Regions from separate parts of the Gossypium hirsutum genome. Here region 2 is linked to region 1. The links are chromatin contacts, called in public Hi-C maps. All regions are on one chromosome and are shown on one strand. Each heading gives the region's core, a stretch centred on a gene start, on an enhancer-like site or on the middle of the called end of the contact. The rest is flanking DNA. Distances are from core to core; before and after follow the strand shown.

Region 1 (2,700 bases), core at 111-2,610:
CTTCATTTTTCTTATTTCATTTTCGCAAAACTACTCATTTATATTTTACTGACTTTATACCTTTAGATGTTTAGACTACTAGTCCAAAAACTTCACGAATTAAATACTACTTGAATTGTGTTTTTCTATATTGGTCAATCTATTCCTCAAAATATTTATTCAAGATCCTCATTTTCTTTCATTATCTCAATAATACTATTGCATGCAAAACCATTGTCAACAACTTTCAATTTTCATGGTTCAATATTTTCTCGTATTAACATAATTTATCGAAATCTCTTTAGTTTCACTTGATTGTTCTACTATGTTTCACTTGATTGTTCTGTTGTGTTCCACTTGATTTCTAAAATTAGTATTATTTTTTTACCCCTTATATTATATGTATATTTTATACTTTTAGTATATATATTAAACATATATATAATAAAATCATAAATACTAAAAATTTTATCCCGCACGTTTGCGTGTAGAAATCACATGTTTAAAATATAGTTGTGTATTTAAAAATAATATACGATAAATGATGAAGAGTATGGTTTAGAAATAATTAATAATAACACACAAAATATGTATGATATAAAAAATAAAAAATTAGATTAAATTTATTCATATACACAAATATATATATATAATTAGAACACAAATATACTTATTAAGTTTCAAATAAAAACTAAAAATTGTTTTAGTTCAAATGGTGAATGAAAAAGTTTTATATGCATAGTGTCCTTGATTCAGATATTGTAAAAAGCTTAATAAATAGTATATATGTGAATATATATTTGGAGGACATTTAGTCTTTTTATTTAAAAAAGACCAATAAAAATATGTATATGACGAGATTTGAACTCACGCTAATTAGGTTAACAAAATTTTAAATTTACCACTTGACACTAACTTAGGATTGATGACAATACCCTGATAAATAATTGTACCCATTCAATAATCTTAATCTGATATATTCATGTGTTTAAATTCCATTTTACTTACAACTTAATCTAATTTTATTTAATATTATACATATTACATGTGTTATCATTTTTTAAGGATATTTCATGCCTTATTATTAATTAGTTTCAATTTATACAAACACAAATATATATTCTAAATACATGATTTCCACATGCATACACGTATGATAAAGTTTCTAGTATACATTTAACACATATGATGCATTAAAATAATAAATATGTGAATATATATCAAGATTATGTTCATAAATAAATTATAACTATATAAAAAATTGAAAAATAATTAGCACGAATTAAGATATATATACAAACTCATGGATATTAACACGTCTAGACTGCAAGGAAACAAATAGTTTGGGCTGGATAAGGTAAAACAAGTCTGCAGCTTAATGCCCCATTTGATACAATTTGGATTTGTAGTTTTGTGAAGCCCAGGTCTAGTGAACGAAATGTTTGTTTGGTTGCATGCTCAAAAAAGTTTAAATATGAAAAATAATTTGTAATTTTTTGAAATTTAAATTTTGAGATATCTTTTAAAATCGTGGTCCCTCCTTCTAATTTTACCATTAAAGTTTATAGTGTCAAAGATAAAATAACTTTTTAAGCTCTCAACATGTACAGTTTTTGTCGATTTGGTATTTACCCTTTAAAAGTACATAAAAATTTTAAAAAATTATTTTTTTATATTTTAAATAAAAATCATAAAGATTAAAAATAATAATAATTTTTTTAAATAAAAATTTATGAACAAAAATAAAACTCTTTAAAATTCAAAAATAAAAAATAAAAAAAATTAAATATTAAAAATTACAAAATTCAATGTTATATAAATTGGACTTTACCAACTAGTCAAACCAGGAACCAACTAGAGTATCAATCCAATGAGAGGTAAAAACTCGATTGACCCATGAACTGATACAAACTAGTTGAACCAACAGTTAAACCGATTTTGAACTAGTCTAACCAATTGGTTCACAGAATGATCGATCAACCAGTTTAATTTTGAACTAGTCTAACCAGTTTACTTCCTTGTTCCCAACTCTAAACGTCTTACGTAGCACCTTCTATAGGCATGTCAAAACCACAGATCCCCAATTGTGTTCTAGCTGTTTCAAAATTATATAACAATAAGAGGTACATGGAATGACTTAAGTTATCAGACTTTTTTGACATTAACACACCTGCGATTAGCCAAAGAGTATAAGTTATAGCATGATGTTCAATAACTTCAGGTGTTAGATTCTCTAAGAGATATTTAATTTGGCTCTTCAACCGTGTTAACTAAATCTGAAGTCCAGTAAAATGATACTTATGGTTGGTATCTATTCCCAATGTTGGAAAAGTACCTCCTTTAGATTTTACTCAAAACTTCCAGTTAGTAGATGCCTATCCACTAGAAGGTCCATCAGTAATGTTATATCTTCCAGTGTTATTGTTGCTTTAATGCCTAGGAAATGAAACGAGACAAACGAGATCCTATTATTTTTTCAATTCTCTAATCTGAGACAAACGAGACACCAAGGCGAAAAGGAAAGAAAAAAATTATTCAAAAATAAATTTTTAAATTAAATAAAATCTGTTTCGGGATTTTTTCCCCGCAGTTCAACAGATTTTATTCTCTATTTTGTTTTTATTTCCAAACAAATATTAAAATTAAATAAAATCTATTTCAGGGTTTGTTCTCACCGTTTAACAGATTTTATTCGATTTTGTTTCAAATTAAAAGTAAATA
Region 2 (2,700 bases), core at 146-2,645, 110 kb after region 1:
TGAATCGTTTCTATATATGATCATACGAGGTAAGATTGGTTGTTAAGGATTTCTATGCACGAAAATTTTTAAGTCTTGTAGGAGGTGAAAATTATATACTTGCTTTTAATGTCAGCGTGATTTTTGTACATTTTTGTTATTAAACAATATATTTTTATAAATTTAAAATTATATATTTTTATGAACCCATGTGATGGTCTGATGGTTAAGGGTGTTTATCGTCTTAGGTGTGGCTTGAGTTCAAGTTGAGCTAGTCGCATTTGTTGTTCAGGTTTTGACCTGTTATTATAATTCACAAAAAAAAATCAAATAAATAATAGATAAATAAAAGAACAAATTTAACATTGTTTGCTTCACATTGTATAAACAACTTACGAAAAGAAATTTAATTCCAATTGTGCTTGATACACATATTTCAACAATTCTTCCACCAAATGAACAAATTCTTTACATCGAAAGAAAAAGTGTCCAAACTCAGAATATTATGGTTGTATGTGATTTCAATATGTGCTTGACATTTGTAGTGGCTGGATGGGAGGGATCATCGCATGACACTAAAATCTTATTTGATGCAATTCGAGATCTAAGGCCAAAGTTTCCACATCCATCAAATGGTAATTTATTTATTACATTTAGTTATTAATAGAAAATATAAGTTCTTTAATTAACCGGTTAATATCTTATGACATATAGGAAAATATTATTTTGTTGGTTCTACATATACCCAATTGAAAGGTTTCATTGGATCATATAAAGGAGAACAATATCATTTACCTAATTTTCGTAGAGGTAGACTTATATTTGATAAAAAAGCATTCAATCATGCCCATTTATCATTATAGATGTCATTGCATGTAGTTTAAAGAATTAAATTTAACTTAAAAATGTTATGATATACTATTTTGATAATACTTAAATTACCATGAAATATTTTAAAGAATCATAGATGCATAGATTTAATAGTAATTATTATTATATTACCAATATATAATATATTAAATATATTTTTAAATTAAATTATTTTAATTTTTTACAACAATCCAAAACACTTTTAATAAATCACATTTTCTTTTGGAAAACACTTTTCTTAAAAATAACATTTTCAAAGTAGTTTTAAAAGTGAAGGAGAGTAGATTCAAAAAGCAAAGTGGTAGACTTGATTGAAATTGAATAGTATAAAGACGACAGAAGTGGTTGCCAAATCGGCTCTCTAACCCATACATCATTCCCATGAGAAGAAGGGGTAGTTTCCAGGAAGTAGGTACCCAACTCTTCTTATATAAAGCTCTGGTCTCTCCTGTTAGCTTATGTCAAGTACCTACCTAATCTCCAAAAGCTTCCTCTCTCTTTCTCTTCAAATCCCTTTTTCATAGCCCAACAGAGAAGATAACAAGCATGGAGATTCCAAACAAAAAACAGAGAATTCAATTGATCACCACCTCTCATTTGGTGAAGCTACTCACCAAGATTTTGCTCCCATTTTCACTTCTTTCTGTTATATTATCCTACCCTTTTATGTGTAACTTCCAAGCTTTGGCATATGGTTTACAACTCTTTAGTTCCGGTGTAGGCAAGAATTACATGTTTCTGCTCTGCAATGGGCTGCTTATTTTCATTGCCACCAGCTCGGGTTTGATCGGTAGTAGTTGTGTAGAGACTGATGTTAAAGCTGAAAAGGCTGTGAAGATCAGTAAATTAGAGGTTGAAGCATCAGAGCCAAAAGGGTCCAATTTAAAACCCAACGTTGTTGCAGAATTTGATCAAAGAGAAGAAGCAGATGTGCCCTTGGTTGTAGAAAATGAAGGTGAAGAAGACAGATCAATGGAGGAGGATGAAGATGAAGAACTTGGGTGGATGAGTGATGAAGAGCTAAACAAGAAATGTGAAGATTTTATTAGAAAGATGAAAGAAGGGATTAAATTTGAAGCTCGCCAAGTGATTATGGCTCAATAGCAGAATTTCTGCAACTCATTGCTTGCCTCTTGACAATAATTTGGTTCCCAGTTTTATTTTTTTTTCTCAGAAATTATTTCTGAGTTTGTAAATTAACTACAGCGATGCAAATAATCATGGATTGGCATCTCACAATGGTAACCAAACTTTGCTGTTTGAAAATATAATTAACTTTTTGGAGCATAGATTATGCAAGTCAACCTAATTAAAATAATAATTAACATTTAAAATACTAAATTAGGTATTTCTAGTAGCCGCTTTCCTCATTAATCACATTCATTGTTACAACATCTTGATAGACCAATTAGATTATCACATGTAATAACTTCTATCTCATAAAAATTATAAAAAAAATATGAAAATTTAAATACACTTATAAAAACTATTATAATATTATAAAAATTCTAATAACTTTTATAAAATTAATAAAACATATTTTATAAAAACATATTAAAATTTTATAAAATTGATATAAACTTATAAAAAAATCATAAAAACTTGAATTAGACCAGATTAGTCAGTTTGATCGATTAAACCAAAATCGACAATAGTATCGATTCAGAGAAAGCAATTAGACTGATTGACCTGGGAACCAGAAGATTGAACCGATCTTTTTATTCTTAAAAAATATTTTTTGGTTTTTTAATGTTTTATTTAATTGAATTGGACGGATCATTCGAATTGACAAATCGGTAGCTTGATCGGTTCGACTTCCGATCCGGTTCTGAAAACTTTGGTTAGAGTATT

Evidence for each region. Hi-C and Micro-C count contacts between places; a contact is called where the count stands out from the background.
Region 2: a contact with region 1 is called in a Hi-C map of leaf, with 2.2 times the contacts expected there. The contact joins the promoter of LOC121219184 here to the enhancer-like site in region 1. A contact is called at or near these places in 5 of 34 Hi-C or Micro-C datasets (callus, hypocotyl, leaf and 1 more).

Annotation. Positions count from the first base shown.
Region 1 is chrD07:52,205,326-52,208,025 of Gossypium_hirsutum_v2.1, forward strand. No RefSeq gene overlaps it. Among protein-coding and RNA genes, the nearest start is that of LOC107954944, 32 kb to the right of the region's middle. Within about 2 kb of position 1,361, at least 1 of the 9 cell types and tissues checked has an H3K27ac peak or open chromatin away from gene starts, as enhancers often do. A contact at or near this core is called in leaf, where this site is marked.
Region 2 is chrD07:52,314,388-52,317,087 of Gossypium_hirsutum_v2.1, forward strand. LOC121219184 reads left to right here and starts at 1,396. Exons shown (of 1, transcript XM_041096880.1): 1 at 1,396-1,953. The coding sequence starts at 1,396. The coding sequence ends at 1,953.